3 separate regions of the Zea mays genome follow, and all the other regions are linked to region 1. Evidence: chromatin contacts called from public Hi-C data. All regions are on one chromosome and are shown on one strand. The core of a region is the stretch at or near the end of the contact, and the rest is flanking DNA. Distances in the headings are between cores, read along the strand shown.

Evidence for each region. Hi-C and Micro-C count contacts between places; a contact is called where the count stands out from the background.
Region 2: a contact with region 1 is called in a Hi-C map of ear, with 2.0 times the contacts expected there. The contact joins the promoter of LOC100191464 here to the promoter of LOC100282650 in region 1. A contact is called at or near these places in 3 of 25 Hi-C or Micro-C datasets (ear, leaf and tassel).
Region 3: a contact with region 1 is called in a Hi-C map of leaf, with 7 times the contacts expected there. The contact joins the enhancer-like site here to the promoter of LOC100282650 in region 1. A contact is called at or near these places in 6 of 25 Hi-C or Micro-C datasets (leaf, root tip and seedling) and 1 of 3 datasets of contacts at active chromatin or transcription factors (seedling).

The regions. Positions count from the first base shown.
Region 1 is chr8:154,074,742-154,077,394 of Zm-B73-REFERENCE-NAM-5.0, reverse strand. It overlaps LOC100282650 (6b-interacting protein 1), which reads left to right and starts at 1,316. Exons shown (of 1, transcript NM_001155558.2): 1 at 1,316-2,653. The coding sequence starts at 1,446. The coding sequence ends at 2,393.
Region 2 is chr8:154,263,662-154,266,314 of Zm-B73-REFERENCE-NAM-5.0, reverse strand. LOC100191464 (putative leucine-rich repeat transmembrane protein kinase family protein) reads right to left here and starts at 1,326. Exons shown (of 13, transcript NM_001136897.1): 1 at 1,158-1,326.
Region 3 is chr8:154,209,432-154,212,084 of Zm-B73-REFERENCE-NAM-5.0, reverse strand. No RefSeq gene overlaps it. Among protein-coding and RNA genes, the nearest start is that of LOC100193706, 12 kb to the left of the region's middle. Within about 2 kb of position 1,299, at least 12 of the 20 cell types and tissues checked have an H3K27ac peak or open chromatin away from gene starts, as enhancers often do. A contact at or near this core is called in leaf and seedling, where this site is marked.

The DNA of each region.
Region 1 (2,653 bases), core at 67-2,566:
ATGAGAAAACATGGAGCATGACTGAAAAACAAAAATAACTTAATATTTTCCCGAAAAATAAGATTTTCCCTAAAAATGACTTATGTTTTATTGGACGAAGAGAGGCGAGCTGTGTGGGGCATGAAAGGGAGTCGAGCGGGACGTGAAGGGAGCCGCACGGGGGAAGGTGGCTCGGTCGAACATGCGCGCTCGTCGGTCCTAGCTGATTTTCGCTCGAGACTGTCGGTAAAGGAGGAAGCGGTGTGGGCACCGTAGGGCACGAGCTGTTGTAGAAGAATCATGTTTTCGGTCTATCCGCTCCAGATCTTATACTAGGGCCGCTCCGGATAGAGATGAATCTGAATACTTATTCGGATATTAAATTTTTGGTCTTCTTTCTTTAATTCTTAACAAATAGGGTATAGAATTTGTTATGTAAATTTATATTTTTATTCTCAATATTGAGTTTAATGTGATTCATAAAAAAAATCTCCAATTCATTTTATTTCCTTTTAAATAATTAATATAAAATTTTGGATACAGATACTTGTAGGGAGAAAATAATGCAAACAAAATTATAAAAAAACATTATTTTTGTCTATAACAATATGATAACAACATGGCTAAAGGTTAACACCAAATTATATATACATCGATATTAAAACATTAAATTTGTTATACAATTTGGATGTTTTAGGAGCATCCTAGCTCCGGGTGCCATGGAAAAAGCCACGGCGGACAGCCGGCACACGAGAAAAAACCGTAACGGCGCGGTAAAAAAAACGCCACGGCGAGCAGATGGGGCTTGACCGCTGAACAGCCCCGAAAAAACAGGGATATCGTCATTCCGTCAACCAAGCATTATCAGCAAAAAAAAAAAAACCGGTTGACGCTACGGGATAAAGAACCATCTCTTTCGGCACGGGCGGCTGTTTCGGCACGGCGCGAGCCGCGTAACTTCCCCGCCCCGCACCCGCACGTCCGTCCCGTCCCACTCCACCCACCTATCCCGCGCCGTGCCGCCCGGCCGGCCAACCGAAGTACTGAACCACGCCGAGGCCGCCGATCTCGCTCTCCGACTCCAATTCCGCTCCGTCCCCAGCGCCAGCAGGTAATCCCTCGCCGGCTCGGTGTCCCGGTCAAACCCGCCCGGCCCCAAACGACGAGCTGATCCAACGGCGGCTGCTCCCCCACGCACCAAACTCCATGGATCTGCGCCGCTCGTCCACGTGCCGTGTCGCGGACTCGCGGTCGCCACGGTCCACGGGCCGGCGCTCCTCCCCTCGCCGCCCGCCCCTCCCCCTTCTTTTAATCCCCACCCCGCCTCGTCTCCTCCACCGCCGCCCCCACATCTATCCACCCGCCCGCCCGTCCGTCCGTTCGTTCGTCTCCACGCGCAAACGAGAGAGAGAGAAGGCTAGGTCGTCGTCGTCGTGAGGCGGAGAGATCTGGGAGGAGGAGGAGCGATGGACGGGAAGCTACCCCCGCCGAACCCGAACCTGCCGTACCGGGAGGACTGCTGGAGCGAGGGCGAGACGGCGGCGCTCGTCGACGCCTGGGGCTCGCGCTACCTCGACCTCAACCGCGGGAGCCTCCGCCAGCCGCAGTGGCGGGAGGTCGCCGACGCCGTCAACTCCCGCCCGGGGGCCTCCGCGCGCGGCCGCCCGCCGCGCACCGACATCCAGTGCAAGAACCGCGTCGACACGCTCAAGAAGAAGTACAAGGCCGAGCGCGCGCGTGGCGGGCCGTCGCCGTGGTCCTTCTACGGCCAGCTCGACATCCTCGTCGGGCCCACGCTCAACGGCACCAAGAAACCGTCCCCGCCGCGCGCCGCGCTGCCCGTGTTCCGGAGGCGCCAGACGCCGCCGCGCTCCCCGTCGCCGCAATCGCCGCCGCCGCTTCCCGTGGCCCTCCCGCTGCACAATTACCGCCGTGGCTCCGACCTCCCTTCCGCAAACTTCATCCATAAGGCCGCCGCGGCGGCCGCCGCCGCCGCCGCCGCCGCGGAGTCCGACTCGGAAGATGGCTACAACAACAACGAGTACGACGATGACGAAGGCTCTCAGCAGTCGCCGTCACGTTCTGTATCTTCTCGCTCCGGTGGTGCTCCTGCTGTTGGCACCAAGAGGAAGAGGCGCAGCGGGAGCGGTGGATTCGGGGAGCTAGCGAGGGCAATCGAGACCTTCGCGGATATGTACGAGCGCATGGAAGCAGCCAAGCAGCGACACGCAGAGGAGATGGAGAGGCAGCGAATCAAGTTCCTCAAGGATCTGGAGCTGAAGCGGATGCGGTCTTTTGTGGACATGCAGCTGCAGCTTTCGAGGGCAAAGCACGCCAGGAAGGGTGATGCTTCCTCGGAGATGCTCATGTCTCTCGCTGCACTGCCCTTCCTCAGCAGCTCTGCTTATCTTTAAGGGCCTGTTCAGTTAGGGATGGATTCTCCAATCCCCTCAATCCACCCCTAGCCTTAAATTGGAAGAGTTTGGTAAAGGAATATTTTGACCTTCAATTAGGAATTTAGGATACAGTGAGTTGGTTGCTGTGCTAGACTTGTTCGTGGATTGTTTGTGTTTCCTAAGATACTGTAATTTTTCATACGAACCACGGAGGTATTGCAGGTCTTCAAAATTTAAATGTACCTTGCAATGCATTATGCCCAAGTTTTTTCTTAGAT
Region 2 (2,653 bases), core at 77-2,576, 190 kb before region 1:
GGGCGACGGGGAGCGGAGGGAACTTGCGATCACCATAAAGCGAACAAAACAGCTCTAGCGCCCCTTTTTTTTGGGTTTTGCCTGACGATCTTGCTCACACAGCACGCGATTCGAATCGAGAAACCGAAAAGAGGAATGGGAGAAGGGGTGCTTACACGGCGGCGGGTGGGGCAGCGGAGAAGAGGGGGGAGAGGAGAGAGAGATGTGGGGAGAGGAGGAGGGAAACAGCGGTCGTCCGCTGTTGGAGGAACGGGTAGGTAATTGGAGAAGAGACCAAGAACGGCAGGCGCGACACGACGAAGCCAAAAAGAAAACAAACAGACAAACAAACACACTTTGAAAGAAGATTTCACGGCGCATCCTCTTGGCTGTAATCGTGTTTGAGGTCGCGCCTTTTTAAAAAATAAAAATAAAAAATAAAAGCGACAGTCGTGAAGAGAATTCTTCCTCCGCCACCTGTAGGACAATTCCACGCCAGGATTCCAGAGACGGGCTTAAAAAACTGGATAATATATGAGGGACAGGGAGGTCGTTGTCATCAAGGGTGGAACGCGACTCTGCAAGTCTGCAGAACGCGCGCGCGCTGACATCGTCATCTCCGGCGACGGATTCGACGGCCCGCATTTTAGAAACCCTTTGGCGCCCGCGCCCATCATCATCCCATATGGCAGGAGAATATGGCCCGCACCGCATTGACATTGTTCCGGGGGTAAAGGAAATAAATTTATTAGAACATGTGTATAGATATTAAAACGGTTCTCTAAACTCAATAGACAATTAAAAACTATATTATACAAGAGAAAAAAGTATCTATAAATATAGTTTATTAATAAACCCTTTAAACACCAATTAAACACCCGAATAGCCTTTGAACACCCTTTAAACACCCGAATAGCCTTGCTTTGCTGTGCTTCAAGGGGAAAAGGAAATAAATTTCTGAACAAGGGACGGGAATAGTTAAACCGGGTCAAGAATCCCAAATCGGTTGCAGCTACCTTTTCGAAACTAAAAATAAAAAATCAAAGAGTTTTGTTAAGGGAAGAGCAACAAGCCAACAACACGGAGCTAAGGTTTCCAGGGCTAGCTGATAGGAAATGCGATCGACAGATGCCGATAGCGTTGCAACTCGCTGAGGCGCTGCAGAGATGGACCCTTACCCGTGGTTCAGCGCCGCGGCCTGGCGGCCGGCGGCTAGGTGATTAGATCGCTTTAGTCGCGCGGAGCTCCTCACAAGCTTGCGATCTGTCGTGGTGTGGGGGCCGGTGGCCGGCGGCCGGCGGCGAGCCGAGGCGAATCACGGGCTCACGGCTGGTTGCCTGGTTGGCTTGGGTTCGAAGAGACGCGCGGTAGGGCCCGCGCGGGGGGCAGGTGAGGTGGGGTTCGAAGAGACGCGCAAACGAGGGGGAATTCTAGTGATTTTTTTATTGCTTTAGCTAATTGATTGACGATGCCTTGGAGCTGTGGGCCAGCCTAGCTGTCCCCCGTATCACTGGCTGTGCCTTGTCTTTTTCTTTCGACAAATAATAATGATTTATTCGCTTTATTTATGTCCGTCGTTCTTCTTTTTTTCCGAAATTTGTTTATTTACTCATTCAGTTTATGTCCGTCGTTCTTCCGTTGAGAAAATGAAATGGAAATCCTCGCCTGCCGCACGTCGTCGTGGTGCCAGACAACCGTCGTGAAGGCCATTCTCCTGAATTCAACGCGCACTTGCAACACAGCAACAGCATCCGTTCCCTACTTTATTTCTTTTGAGAATAACCTCGTCAAATATATGTCAAGATTTAAGTCTCAACACATCACACATGATAGTGGCATGGATACCATATGTCCATATCAATATAAGGTTGCATCAAGAATTCACTTTGAATTCTCTGACCGTCTCCAACAGGTCATGCATATTATCGTACAAATCACTGTTTTGCATTGTTTATATTGTAAAGATTAAAATAGGGGATGATCTGGCCACTGATAAGATACTATAGAAAAATTTGAAAAAAAGCACCACCTCTATATAAAGAATACCTGAACTGCACTCGGTTGTGCACTACTGAACTGGTTGACTAGCTATAGAAAAAAAAAGAAGCCTTCACCGCGTAAGACCTAGTGCATGTTTGGTTTGTGGCTAAATATGTCACACTTTATTTAAAGTTAGTCGTCTGAATTGAAGAACTAACATTAGACAGAAAAGTTAGACAAAATGTGATAACTTAGAACACGAAACCAAACATGCCCCTAATCACGTACAAAGGCGTCGAACGTCCGCCTTCACTCGGTTTTACTTAATTTTGAATATACCACTTCGGCGTAGAGATGATTCAAATTTTGATTTAGTTCCTAAATTTAATGATCTGATGGAGACCAAGCTTTTTCTCTCTCCTGAAATTTGTTTAGCAACTTTCTAATTACATATTTAGGGTCATTTTTTAGTTAGTTATTATAGGTGCTCTAACCAACACTTGCAAATCCCTCTAACCAAAGATTAGTCCCTCTAATTAATCGGGGCCTAAAACATAACGAGCTTCCCCTATCAGATCCATTGCAGAAAGGAGCTAATCATGGATAAAAAAGGTTCGTTGCCGACCTGCTATGGATGTGCTGCTCAAATGCCTCCAAAGATCAATACATTAGTTGAACCGATCTGTTTTGATAT
Region 3 (2,653 bases), core at 50-2,549, 130 kb before region 1:
CCCAAGGCCGGGCTCGGGCGAGGCGAGATTGCGTCCCTTGGTAGACGAGGTCTTGACCTGAACCTTGCCCATCAGTCTTTGCAATTTGTGCTGAGGGTGGTTACCAGCCGTGTTTAGGAGTGTTGGGGGTACCCCTAATTACGGTACCCGACAGATATCTTCCCACCAAACTGGAGCGAAACTAATTAGTGTATTTACCACATATGGGATATGTCAAATTTTCATGAACACTCCATCCGAAAAATACCATATGTCATGAAACCATGGACCAATCATAAATACACAACACAACGGTTTTTTTTGCTTCTTGCAACAATCATGCACTTTTGACTCCTTCCCACGTTTATTTTAACTCATCAATGAATGGTTTCAACATCATATTAAGTTGTGGTCTAGGATGATTCAGCCCAAGTATGATGAGGCATAGAAACATAAACTCATATTTCATCCAAACAGAATGTGGAAGATTGTATGGTATAGTAAATATAGGCCAACAAGAATACGATGCAACATTCTCTTTGAAAGGCGTGAAGCTATTTGTCACCAACCTGAAGCGAACATTTTTGCCGCATCCCTGGCAAAATCAGCGTCAAAATTATCTAGAACCTTTCAAGCTTCACCATGAGATGGGTGCAACATCACTTGGTTGTTCTCACGTACACCTTCTTTATGTCATCTTATTTACCTAGATGTTTTCTTTGAGATAAACAGATGTTTCACCCGAGGTATAAAGAACATGTAACTAAGTTGCTTATGTGCAATTTTCGTTGCTATATTTTTACCATCTTTATTTACAACCTCTATAAACCTAGGTTGTCTATATTTTAAGCACTTCTTCACATTACTATGCTCCTTCCATAAAATCATGCAATTATGTTGGCACACATCAATCTCCTCATGATCCATGTCGAGACTTGAAAATATTTTTTTCCACTAGTGCACATCTTTGGGTATCTTATGATTTGTTGGAAGGACATCACTGGTCATGTTCGCTAGATCTTTATAGCAATTTTTTAGAATGCAAAATTGCACTTGACAAATTAGAAGTCTTGCCATAAAAGCTACAATTGTAACAGTCATGTATTCATACAATGTCCCTTCTAAAGATTTTATAAGTTTGAAGAACTTTTAAACATTCGGATAGGATGACCGGAGCAAGTGTGGGCAATTTGGATGGGTGGCACGACCCAAGCAATAGCTATGGTGTGGCAGGCGATCGAGACAACATGGTCAGGCGAGGGTAGAGACCGCGTTGGGGGTTGTGTAGCATGCCGTGGCGAACGGGCAGGGCGACACGACCGATGTGGCGATGGTGATAGGACGTTTGAGGAAAGTCGCGAGAGCGAGGAGAGAGATAGAGACACACGTGAAACCGGGTAGGTAGGAATAAACTACCTAATTTTCATCGACTAGGGAAAGAATCCGACGAAAATTAAATTTTTCTGTCATCTAAAACCAGACTTCTGACCAAGATTACTAATTTGTGTTAGCTCCTGCCCCTGGCCAACATAAATTAGTAATTTTCTTCGGCTGCCAGAAAATTAGCTTATTTTCGACCTTGTGCCGTGGCCGTAGCGGACAAAAATTGATCAAGGTTTACATAAATTATTTTGTCTCGCGGAAATTTCTCATTTTCTGTTTTCATGCTGTGATCATCGTCCATGTACGCGAGAAAGATTAATCTAAGAAAAACAAAATGTGTGGTGTGCTTCGGGATCGATCTGGCTAGGCGTAGGTGTGCATTCTACTGCTGGTGGCTTCTCCTACCTCGGCCTCGAGCGTCTCCATCTGCTGTTCCAGCAGCCTCAACCTCCGTTGCATGCTGTCCAGCCTCCGCCGCGCTGCCTCATCTGCCAAAACACAAGGCGACTACAGCTGAAACCAGTCGATTTTGCGCATCCCACGTTTCCTTAGTGACCACGTTTTGAATAATCTGTCACCTGAATTTGCGACTGAACGCATTCGACCGAGTCAGCTACACGGGTTGGTTGATCCGATTATATCATTAGGTGTGAGTGATGGACCGTTGGTTACTTGGGTCCATCATCCAACGTGACAAATAGTATATGACTATACATATTATCGGGTATTATAATTAGGGGTACATAACTTATGTCTATAAACATATCAAAACACACGAGTACTAGGGAATCACAGGGCAAAATACGCTCTCCGACCTCCAAGGTCATACAGGACCAAATCACGATTCTCCCGAGGCTCCGCATGCCGGGTGCACAGATACGCTTCGCCCGAGCAAACCTCGGGTGAACACTACGCCTGCAGGGTCCGCGACTCACCCGGGAAGCACCCTTGGACGGAAAACAAATATTCGTCTCACCCGAGGGCATCTCGCGCGAAGGTCCACCCACGAGCCTAGAGATGTCAATGGGGACCCGATACCCGATAACCCGTGGGGAATTCCCCTATTAGGGTATGGGTATGGGACAAAAATTGTCCCCATGGGTATGGATATGGGACAAAATCTTCACCCATTGGGTAAATGGGTATGGGTTTGGGAAGCAATAATTCGAACCCGATTACCCATGGGTATTTCATATGCGTACACCTGTCCTGTTTGTATGAATGAGTTGAGGCCGAGTCGCCATCAAACCCGGCAGACTCCATTTCTTATATTGATCCCAAGTACTGATTT